Regions from separate parts of the Zea mays genome. Here region 1 is linked to region 2. The links are chromatin contacts, called in public Hi-C maps. All regions are on one chromosome and are shown on one strand. The core of a region is the stretch at or near the end of the contact, and the rest is flanking DNA. Distances in the headings are between cores, read along the strand shown. Region 1 holds the start of LOC103641870 (probable galacturonosyltransferase-like 3). Region 2 holds the start of LOC100277506 (Endosomal targeting BRO1-like domain-containing protein).

The links. Hi-C and Micro-C count contacts between places; a contact is called where the count stands out from the background.
Region 1: a Hi-C map of ear shows a contact between it and region 2, with 2.7 times the contacts expected there. The contact joins the promoter of LOC103641870 here to the promoter of LOC100277506 in region 2. A contact is called at or near these places in 3 of 25 Hi-C or Micro-C datasets (ear, leaf and tassel).

What each region holds. Positions count from the first base shown.
Region 1 is chr10:135,095,810-135,101,590 of Zm-B73-REFERENCE-NAM-5.0, reverse strand. LOC103641870 (probable galacturonosyltransferase-like 3) reads right to left here and starts at 2,586. Exons shown (of 1, transcript XM_008665186.3): 1 at 291-2,586. The coding sequence starts at 1,950. The coding sequence ends at 919.
Region 2 is chr10:134,762,971-134,769,309 of Zm-B73-REFERENCE-NAM-5.0, reverse strand. LOC100277506 (Endosomal targeting BRO1-like domain-containing protein) reads right to left here and starts at 3,215. Exons shown (of 12, transcript NM_001407261.1): 1 at 3,091-3,215; 2 at 2,340-2,472; 3 at 1,735-2,014; 4 at 1,535-1,606; 5 at 1,381-1,439; 6 at 1,151-1,286; 7 at 871-967; 8 at 710-776; 9 at 70-258. The coding sequence starts at 1,987.

The DNA.
Region 1 (5,781 bases), core at 1,337-3,836, 330 kb before region 2:
GCTCGCGCACGGGAGAAGCAAATAATTTGCTACCCTTTATTTTTTACAAAGATCCCCTCGAGCACTTGGCCAGCGCCCATTCGATTCACAAGGCACCAAACTCCACTGAAATCATGGGTGGATTAGGCTTTAAACAAAAGCTAGAAAGTCAGATTCAGATGCCTGAATTTTGGAGACGCGGGATTGAGATCTGTGCCACCAGGCGACATCCAGTTAACCTTTTACTTTTGTTCCTAATATGAAAGTTTAGATTAGCAATATTCTTCCTTCATTCTGAGAGCAAAAGGACACGTCAAATCTGGCTGACTGCACTGCGATCAACGAACTATAAATAGCAGCATGGTACTTAGTACAAAAAAAAATAAGACTACACCAAGCGACATTTCCCAAGAACAACACTCCTTGTTTCCGCAAACTAAACTCTAACCAACGACGATCATGGACTTATACTATACATGTACAGTTGTACACACACAACACTAACTCCAAATATACCCAGTTTTATCCCATGGTGATAAAACCTGTGTCTGCACTACTTTTGCCTATTATGAAAGTAAGAATTTGAACAAAATAAAGAATATATAGGATCTATGGTCCCAACAGGCCAAAAAAACAGCTGTACACAGCCCATGTCTGCATTTCACCTCGGCCCCCACCACAAAACCCCCATCCGCCACCAACGTGTGGGCCCGACGAATTTCAGTACCGACAGCGCCACTCCAACCAACGCCATAACGACTGACAGCATGGACCCATAATGGGACCCATGCGGAGTGTCCAGGTGGGACTAATGTATCAGTGACTCGGCGGACCGACGCCGACATCGACCCGTGGGACGGCGGAGTGAGCGGAGCAGCCAAGCGCCGTGGGCCGTGGCATATGAATCGATCGCGCTCCAGCAATGCGGGGACAGCATTGTCAGGCGACGGCATCGAGGAGATCGTCCCGGGCACCGCGGCGGCGAAGGAGGTCGTAGGGCGCCCAGAGCGCGTCGAGTGGGCACGGCCGGCCGGCGTCCAGCCGCAGCCACGGCTTCCCCTTCCCGCTCCAGTGCAGCAGGCTGACCGGACCGGGGTGCAGCTCCCGGCACTGGCCCGCCACGTTGTCGCCGCCGAGCCCGTGCTGGTTCCACCGGTGCCCCACGGCCTTGACCTCGCCGGCGAACACCAGGAGGAACGGCGGGAGGGAGCCCAGCTCGTAAATCCTGGCCTCCTGCTTCTGCACCTCCATCCAGTATTCCAGCTTCGCGGTGTACCCGCCGGAGCGCCACCTGTCCAGGTCGATGACCATTACCCCGGTGTTGAAGTAGCAGGGGGCGCGCGTCCGGTTGGCGAAGACGGCGGCGTACTCGGGGTGGCGCCAGAACGCGTCGGTGAAGTAGGAGGTGAAGTTGGCGTGGCAGTACTCGGGGGCAGCGAGGGCGGCGTCGGGGCCGAGGTCGGTGGCCCAGAGGCGGGCGACGTCGTCGACCACGAGGAGGTCGGAGTCGAGGTAGAGCACGCGGGGGACGGAGCGCGGCAGGAGGTCCGCGAGGTAGATGCGAGCGTAGTTGAGGGGCTGGTCGAGCGCGCGCCGGACGGAGGAGGAGATCTTGCCCCGGACGAGGCGCGCGTCGAAGCGGTGCACGGTGGCCGGGAGCGTGGGGAAGGCGGCCGCCAGCGCGCGGCGGAGCGAGGCGAGGCGGCGCGCCGGGGACGCCGAGGAGGCCACGAAGTGGAAGGCGATGGACTCCGGGCACGCGGCGTGGCGGAGCACGGAGAGGACGCCGGCGAGGGAGCCCCGCAGGTAGGTGGCGTCCAGCGTCATCGCGATGTGGATCGTCGGCGCGCCCGCGCAGGCCGCGCCGTTGCGGAACGCAGGAGCCTCCCGGAACTCCGGAAGCTCCCCGCCGCCTCCGGCCGCCGCCGCCGCGCACGCTGCGGCGAGGAGGACCACGGCGAGGACGCGCATTGCGCCCACTGGGTGCCCTTCAGCTACCCTCCCCCTCCCGGAGAATCTGATGGGTACGGGTGTGGGGAAGACGAGATTGGAAGGGTTTGATGACGGGGGACCGGAGGACAGGGTGGACGGAGGAGGATGTGTAACGGTGTGAGCTTGAGGTTTCCCTGTGGTTTTAGTTGGGTTTCTTCGGATGTTTGGTTGGTAGTTCAGTTGTGCAGAGAAGCATCCCCGTGGAGTGTGGCCGTGCGGGAGGCCCAAGCCCAAACGTTTGCCTCGAAGACTGGAAAACCCCGCGACTATGCGGGAGGCCTGCTACGTTTTTAAAATCAGTTTTGTGAACCCAAGCCAAGCCTTGCCGCCTTGCCGGTGTCCTGAAGCCCAAACCTCGCCGCGCCGGCGCCCGACCACTGCCCATTATCGGCGAGCACTCCTAGCAGCTGCATGGCGACGGGTCCACTCCACATGCGACTAATGCAAGTTGCGACGCTTGCTTCAACCGGGTGTGCGCAAGTGCGCCCGTGCTCGCCATGCCGAATATTCAACAGCAATGGTTCTTAAGGCCGCTTATTAGTAACCTCAAGCCTTCTTAGGCTGTCTTCAGCAACGTCCCCTAAATTTCGTCCCCTAAGGGCTAGTTTGGGAACACTAATTTCTCATGGGATTTTCATTTTCCCAAAGGAAATTAGTTCATTTTCCCTTGGGAAATTAGTGTTCCCAAATTAGCCCTAAAAGAATATTCTCTGTACTTTACAGAACACTCTAAAAGATTCTGTCCTCAGACTTTATTTTGTCCATTTATTTGGTTTATATTTCATTTCTTTTCATTACACGCTAATTGAAATAAAACATGCAAGACAATAGTTTTTTAAAATTTATTAACAATTTTTATTATCTGAACTTAAACATGTGTAGCATAATTCCTTCTCATTGTTTATTATATTACGGGAGATGGTGCTCAGATGACGTCGGAGATGTCCTTTGCATGTTCGTTCCGAGGTCCTTTGAATGGAAAGCGCGTTCAGACCTGCAGCAGCACGGGAACAGTATATAGCGCGCGCTCGTATGCCCGGCAAATGTAGCGGCTGAGGAAGAGTCGCTAAATTTTAGCGGACAGTATAGCGCACCTTGCTGGACGCTTACCGGACGTTTGTGTCTGCTATATTTGGCGGACAGGAGGCTTTACCGACCCTTGTTGGAGAGAGTCTTATCTCTTGTACAGAGAAACGTGCGAGTTCTTAGAACATCATCTACCATCTAACAATTTAAGTCTTGGATCTATCTGCTAATCTTAGAATTACTCTCTTTTTTTTCAAAGGAATGGATATCAACTGTGACTCTTTCCTAGTTCGGCATACTACTGAAGCAGCCCAAAGATGTTTTCTGTGTTGTAGTTGTAGTTGCTGGCTTGAATCCGACAGAAGAGCGTGAAACTTGGATAGGGGTGAGCCTTCTCCTTGCAGGCAAGCATATGTATGGGCCTCATACATTCCATTGCTACTGTAGCGAAGAAGCCCCTTGTGTTGGTTGTCGCTTCGCTTGGGTGGTGGTCCTGTTTTGATGTTTCATTTCCAAAGCAAGACTCACGAATTGGGAGCATTCTTTGGCTTTGATATATAATTTGTATCATTAGATAGAACGTCGAATATATTTTTATAACAATCTTTTTTACAATAGACTTGTTCGAAGATATTTAATATTGCTATTATTTTTTTATAGATTCGATCGTACTTAATCAACATTAATTCCATAACGACAGATGGATTATTGCATCTGTTTCGTCTGGCTATTATCTATCATACGTACGTGGGCCGAAGTCGGGGCTGTGTTGCATTCAGGATTCAGGATGGCCTCTGTTAGTACGACATAATTTCTTCGTTACGGACAAAGCTTTAGATCCTACAGCAAATCAATTGGGGCGTGTCAATTGTCAAAGCCTGAGCCCTGAAACTCTGCGGACCACACAGAGGGAAGGAAGAACCGTCGACCGGTGGATCCATTCATTCGGTGGTCCGGCGGCGTGTAAACCACGGACATACGCTTCAAACAGCGGGCAGTCCGTATCGTCTGGATCTGCGATCGAATAGTCCCCTATGTTTTCAATGCAGACAGGTCTAATCTCTGATCCCATCGTCTTACAACATGTACAATCTTAACACCGTTTCATGGTACTTTAAACATAAGACACAGCTAAAACACAATGTAATACAATAGGTATGTCTAAAACATGTATCTTATTATATTCATTACACAAATCAAAATATTTAATAAATTAATTTCATCAATTAGCTAGTATATTGTCTCGAGCATAGAGCAAAGATACATTGTTTTTGTCAAAATATATGTCTTGAGTTTTTTTATATATTTACCCACTTAAATACTCTACTAGGGCGTTTGGATCCCTTCATTTTAGAGGAATTGGAATACATTCAATAAAGTAAGTTATTTAGTTTGGAATTTGATATTCCACCACTTTTCAAAGTTTAGATATAAACCTATCTCAAATTCATGAGATGAGGAATGAGAAATGATTTTATGTATTAGTAGGATTTGTTTATACTCTATAATTTACATGACACTCTTTGTCTCACTTTTTTATACTAAAAATATAGCACATAAATATCTCTGATATCTTGTTAATAATAATATATAAATATATTTTACATAAAACGAATTAGTTTATTAATATATACCTAAATTATTATTATTAAAATTAAATTTAATTCTAATGATCCAAACGAAGCCTTCGCCAATCCGACTGGTACGGTGCGTACTGCACCGGTAGCGCCATCCAACCTGCAACGGTCGTCGCCGTATAAATGCACGCACCTGTGGAATGGAGCGATCAAACAAGAAAGAGCCTCACTCGGTGGGTGCTAAACGTGCGTCGGTGCCAGGATCAGGGCAAAGCCGGCAGAACGGTTTGTAGCGTCGGCGTGGCGGAAGCGGAACGCGGCAGGTCTCTTGTGTTAAGAATTAATTCTACGGTGATCTCATCTTTATGAAAAGACACCCGTTCAGGAAAAGGTACAACCATTCGTCGCCAGGATGCATGAAGCAAAGGACTCCGGAAAATAGAAATAGTTAGTGATTAGGTGTCTGTTAGAAAAGGTGTCTGTTAGTGAAAAGTTATAACTCTTTCTATCTCTGTAATCCACGAAGGGGTACAAAGACACACCTTCACTGTGTATAAATATGTACTAGATCAATGGAAAGGGACTACGAGTTCTCATTCTCTGTTCACACAACCGTTTACTTTTAACACGTTATCAGCACGATTTTAAATCTGTAACTGATTACAATCATACAGTTCATAACATATGCACAAGGTTGAAATTTTGTGAAAAAGAACCAACGGATGCAGAAAAGATACAAAAAACTTTATCTACTATGCACCCGTCAGACAGGGTATTGTGTAATCAATATCGTAAAGAGAACCACCAAGTTTATTCCCAGCTTATTCACTCACTAATTCAAGCCGAGAAGAATGATGAGTTACTTATGAAGAACCATCATTTACGTCCAGTTGGTGCTGCACCTCTACCCGAGGTCCACCATGCACAGAATAAAGCTCTGAATAAAAGGAAATTTAATGGATCTCCACTTAGAAATCCAAAATTTCCTCCTGCTCATCGTGGTCGCAACTATAAAAAGAACCTTAGGCATAAAGAAAACAAGAGAGCTCGTGGAAATGAAAAAATTGCAAATGACAAACCACGTCTTTGTCACAAGTGTGGTTGTAACACGCATTTCGCGGCCACTTGCCGTACTCCTAAGCATTTGGTAGACCATTATTTAAGGTCACTCCGAGATGGCAATAAAAGATCAAGATATGAAGCCCAC
Region 2 (6,339 bases), core at 1,966-4,465:
TAGCCTGTTTGATACTTAGGCAAGAATTTGAAGTTAAAAAGAATGATGGTAGTAGCATAGATTATACACCTTAGCTTCAACATATTTCCACTTTATAAAGAGCCGGTGCTTTTTACCCCATCCATCAGAGATAGGAAGCTCTGGAATGCTCTCTTGAACTTGTTGCCAATATTTGACCATCTCACAGGCTAAGCGCCGTTTTACTGCTAAAGTGGCCTTTGGACTATCAATAGCCAAACCAAGCTGCATGTCAACCCCCTATGGAAGAAGAATACCAATGTTCAGAATAAAAGTGAAATGTCTAATATTAAATGTAGTGGCTAGCAAAAGCACAGGTAACAGGACTATGTTAACAGGTATGACAAATTGTTGATAGAATGCTGATAGTTTTCTTATGCTTTTCAAAACAAAATTGCAGCTAAAGTAGTACAAAATTGTGCTTTTCAAAATTGGGAGTTATCTGTGTTCCTTCAACAGTAATAGGTAATATATTGTTAAAAAATTATCATTCTTCTCTATTCTATGGAATGGGCACTACCTTGTGCCGGTTCATTCAAAAAAAAATGCGTACAAGCATAATATCTTCAGTGTTCTCTTAGGGTTGAAAAATCATCAAATCAAAAATCAAATGAACTGTCGATTTAAATGGCGTCATTTGAGAAGTTATGAAAATTAGGTAACCCAATTTGCAGAGTTGAGAGGACAGTACCTGACCCAGGGCTTGGAGGCTTAGAGCTTTGAGATTTCCTTCAGCCAGGTCTACTGGAAGTTGTCTCCTGCTATTCACATGTTAGACGGGAGTGTTTCAGTAAATATCTTCAAGTTTGAATTGAAGCCTGCCTGCTAGGAAGTTGCTAAAGAGTACAGAACCTTAGCTCCAGTGGCATCTTCGGGAGTACATGCCGAACTGCACAGTCTAGGTATCCAGCTGCCTTCAAGAAGACATCAACAGTAGCCCGTCGACTCTCTGTAGCACATTGGAAATATGTCGCCTTATCAGCGCATGAGAAGTATTGGCCGAGGTACGTCAATGCACGACAAATCATTAGCGTGTTTCATGGCATAATTTAAAGGGAGGAAACTTGGAGCCGCAGTCTCCGAGGCAACGACACCGCACCTCGGATTTGCAGTTAACAAACAGTTGCAGTACCTTCAGAAACCCTTGGGGCATAGCCATCGCCGTATGACCTCGGGAGAAGCAGGGCGTTGGCCTGCAGCAGGCAGACCATGGCCATCAGATGCAGCATGGACAGCACCTCGTACCAGGCGTCTGGCATGGCCGTCTCCTGAGATTGAGGAGGAGCTGGATTTACGCACAGCTGAATTTGGAACAACAAAAGAGCAGCAAGTTGACGAGATCCGGGGGCTGGACATATGTACCTCAGCATTATCCTCCTGGTTACTCCAGGTGAAGTGCACTTTGTTCCTCAAGACGCTACCTGCACGTCTCACATACTGGGTGAATCAGAACAACAAAACTGTGAACCAAAACCAAAAACAACGAAACCACTACACTATTTCAGCTGTTCCTCACCTTCTTTTACCAGTCCTAGCAGAGCCGGCAAGTAGTCTTCGAGGGCCTGTAGAAGATTGGCTGTACTAGACCCTGCACACAAACAGAAGCGAGCGGGCACGCGACAGCCCAGGTCAGCAGTGGAAGCCTTCAGCTTGCAGACAAAAACTAGGTTACCAATCCAAGGCGCTGTATACCACACCACCCCGGTCTCTACACACCGTGCCGTGCCGCCGCCCTCCGCCTGGGCTTGAGCGCCGCCGCCGACTCTCGCATTGCCATGTCGACGACCCGCGATCGCAGAGCCGACAGCCGGTCCACGGCGCTCCTGGCCAGGCAGCCGCCGAGCGCCTGGGCCAAGTCGACGGCCCTCGGCACGCGGAGGCCCGGGAGGAAGACGACCACGTCGCCGACGCTCACCGGCCGCCTCCGCGGCGCCCCGGCGTCCTTCTGGCTCGACGCCCCGCACCCCATCCTCGTGCAGCGCCCTGCTTAGTTTATCTGCACCACGCATGCATGATGAATTCACTTCGACATCAGGAACCCACCGCCAAACACAAAAAAAAATGCGACGACGAAGATGGAAGAAAGCAATCCACCGCACGAAGAATCCACGGCGGAGCCGCAGAAGATACTGAACAGGAGAGGGAGGGTTTTGGAATTCTTTCTTCTATTTTTTGGGGTTTCCTCGTCATCATATCATACAACGGATTTCGAGAGAGAAATGTTCCGGCAAAAAAAGGGGTAGCACTGGAGATTGTAACTTGTACGCAAGCACAACCAGAGAGAGAGAGAGCGGAAAGAAAATCAATAGAAGCCCTCTCACCTTTGCGCTCGCTCCCTTTCCGGGATTCTCGAGACCACAGAAAACCACACCGCCCGCGCCCGGAACCGAAAGCCTCCACCAGCAGCAGAGAACGGGACCGCTGCCACTACCCCTGCTCCCCCGTCCCCGCAGCCTGAACGCGGCCGCACAGCACAAAGCACGACGAACGAACACTGGTGAGCGAAACAAGCAAAACAAGTGGTTTTATCCTTCAAACGTTCGCAGGGGAGAGTGGGGACTGGGGACCAATAATCAACATCGGAACCGCAGTGCAACTTGCCGTAACGTACGGCCAACCGGAATACTTTTCGCCTAGGGGAAAAAGGCGTTATTTTTTTTGGGGTGGATCGGCCGCAACAAGTTGTGCCGTCGGGAAAAAAAAAACTAAAGAAAACACCGGGGCGCGAGTGCCTGCCTTCTGGCTGCTGGTGTAGCAGCAGTAGGCGAGCAATGCATCACCCCCCGCGGCCCGCCGTATATTAAGACGTCAAAAGGACACCGAATTGAAAAGGGGCTGTTTCAAAATTCAAAGATCGTGGAACCGAGCTGAAAAAAAATGAATCCGGAGAGAGAGAAACGAGGAGCCACCTAATCCCTCGGCGACGTACGGTGAGAAGAACGTCACGGCCGGTAGCTGGTCCTTTCTCGCTGCCGGCGCACGCAGGTATGGTTGTAGCTAGGACGTGAGGAGATAAGGCAACTGGGGGGGGGGGGGGGGGGGGGGGGGGTGGTAGGGAGAGAGGGACTCAACTGTTGGAGTGTGGATGCAGATGGGCGGCTATGCAACTTCTTCTCCTCCTGGTCCTCGTGAGCTGGGCTGCAGGCTGTGGAGGAGGGGAGCCTTGAGAGGGGGAAGAAGGAGAAGGAGGAGGAGAGGCGGCTACAGGGTTGAGATGACCCGTGTCTATTTAAAGGGACAAAGTTCAGCGCCGATGCGATGCAATCAATCACGAAGCGCACAGCTGGTCAGCGGCACGGGAACCCCGCGAGGAAAAGATCTCGTGGCGATTAGTGTCCTACGCTACGCGTAACTGTTGTGGCCGCCTGCGTGACAAAACCTGTGTGATCTCTCTCTCAAATAATGTAACGAGACACCTACCTGCTGTACATGTTCAAACTCGCCCGCGCCAAAGAGACGAACATTTCTTCTATCCTTTGCACCTTCGCTGGCTCTGAGGATTGCGGGGATCGGACTGGATCAAAATCGCTCCCAAAAAACAAAACAAAACAAAAAAAAACTTTGCATCGGGGACGACGCAGGATCCGTTATTAAGCGGTCTGTTTTGGAATGGAGAAGCGGCGTGACGTGCTCTGACCTGTGCGTGATCTTTCAAGTTCGAACGAACAAAGATAACGACTGTATCTTATATATTCTATGTTTAAAGTACGCCGTTGCAGGCCCCGGCCCGGCCCGATCGACGTCACGACACAACCAACTCCAGCGCTGGATCACGGCATGACACATGAACACCACTTTGTTTAACCCCCCCGGGACCCGGATCAGATAAAATAAGCGCGGGCTGCTGCCACCTCGTCATAGTGCAGCCATTTAGCTGGTTAGGTCCAGTCCAGGTCGCTACGCCTTTTAATTTGGAGGGTGGTTTCGCGGTCTTTACTAAATCTCAAAGCGTGACATGGGGCCCTGCCTGGTGGAGTTACTGATAGACCGAGCCACAGCCACGCACACGCACATGGTTAGAGTAGCACTCCTAATTAACAGCAGATTCTTGAGGCCGACCGAACGTGTATGCATGGTGCCAGGCTTTCAGCAAATCTCCGCACACATGCGGCAGCGCTGATCTGCTCCCCGGGCCGATCCCGTGCGAGCGTATCTGCGCCAGATGCTGCATGCGGTGCATACTACACGCACTAGTAGTTTTGTGTCTGTCAAATCATGCACCGAGCAAGACCTGTCATAGACGATATGGAGGCCTTTTCTGTTGCAATGTGGAAGGAGCGCTAGCTAGTAGGAATCTGAACATGGGCAGGCACTGAACAAAGTTTAGTCTTATAGAGTGGCCACGCACTACATGACCAACACATGGTGTTTCGGACACAGGTACGTGATCGAGCTTGCCGTGCGTGTTGCTCTGCATCGTTCTTTCTCGCTACCTAATTAAGCGCATGCGTAATTGCATATACATGCATACATACATACCAGAACAAATGATTAAGGCGGCCCGGGTAAAGCAGCTTCATCTGTTCGCTGGACTACGCTGAAAAGTTTTCGCTGGGGTTGACAGGCCAGTACGTGCAGCAGACAGAGCAGTGGTAACAGCGTAAGGAGCAACAATGTCTCCTACAAAGCACTACATCATGTATCTAGGCCCGACGTACAGATCGGCCTCGAGTTGATTGCCAAAACAAAACAAAAAAGGCTCGCCAAAATTAAAGCGCCCAGAGAGGGGGAAAAAATAAACGAGGGGAGATCCGCGCGTGCTGCAAGAGCTCTTTTCCGTGCCTTTTTCCGCTGGAAGACGGATGGAACATCGACAGAGCGATCTCCTCTCCATCCCGAAAAAACGAGCGAAGTAGAGATCGCGGACGGCGTCGCATCCTTTCCTCTTGCGGTTAGTCGCTTCATCATCATCAGCTAATAATTTGTTGTTCCTCGAGCCGAGCGTCAGGCACACCTTCGTTTCCAAAAAGCAACAGCGGCCGGCGGGCCTAGAATCCCCCCCCCCCCCCTTCCCCAATAATTGCGATCCTGCGAACAGCGCGTCGTCACGTATGAACAGCTGCATGATTGCATTTGCATTGGCTGCCCACGAACTGCCGTCGACAGATGGCGTGATCCCAGCGACCTGTACACTGTAGAGTCTGTAGTACTACACCGGTGCGCGTGCGCTTTCACGTGACATGGCTGGCGCACGTAAACTAATACGGAGCCGTGCGGTTTCTGGCCGGACAGGTGTCTCCGACGGGACGCAGCAGCGCCGGCCGCGCGCCAGGGCGCCCGCCTCGTGTTGACTTGCAAGCTACACGCACGGGTGACGGGCCCAAGTGGCGCGCGTTGATACGGCCACACCACCGGCCGGGAAAATATCTCGGCGCAGATGTGGATGGACGCCAGGACGGCCACGCCAGCTGCTTGCTAGGCCGGTCTGTGGCTAGTGCTAGCTAGTCAATGCTGAATAACGTGACCGTCGTAGTCATTGGTAGGCCGGTCTGTTTAATTTCCTAGGCGCGTGCGTGCGTGTGGCTACCCTGTACTACCTGGCCACCAGCCCACCAGGCACCAGCTCTTGTTTTCAGCAGTGAACCGGGTTTGAGAACTCCTAAACCAACTGGATCCAGCTAGCTAGTACCTCAATCGTTTACAACGGTCGAGACTCGTGGCAGCAGTCGTCTAACCTCAGGAACTAGCCTGAGGAACAGTGAAAGGTCCAATAGAAGAGACGACGAGCTAGCTGAGACTCGCCGCCGTGATGACGTTGGGCGAGGCAAATAACGAGCACCGCCACCGGTAGGTATTACGTTGAGTTCAACCAATGACAACGGGCGTCGTCGTCGATCGAGTGCCATAAGAGTTTGCTAAGTACCCATGGAGTTTCGCCGTCGTAATGCCGCGGCCAGGTATATCAGTGTCGTCAGGCATGAAGATTCTAGAAATTTTCAGTGAGAACAACGTAAGCGGTCAAAGCTTCCAAGAGGCCGCCGCCGGAGGAACCACAGCGCGCCGCGTACCAGGGATACCTCCCTACGTACGCCAGCAGCGAGCAGCCAAAACCCCAAACCGAGCTTTCGCTCGCAGGAGTAGGACCATCCTGTCCTGAGGGCTGGCTGAGTGAGACCATCGAGTGCCGGAGCCCCGCCGAATCTGTAGAAAATACTCCTATCAGCACAAAAAAAAAGGCACGGTTTGTCCGCTAGCCCAGGCTGCAGGTCCCTCGTCCCGACGTACGTGTGAGCGGCGCGCTCGCCGTCGTTCCCTCGGCGGCAGGGCAGCGCCGTGGCTGGCCAGCGGGTCGTTACCGCCCAAAAGCAGGGCGTCCGCACT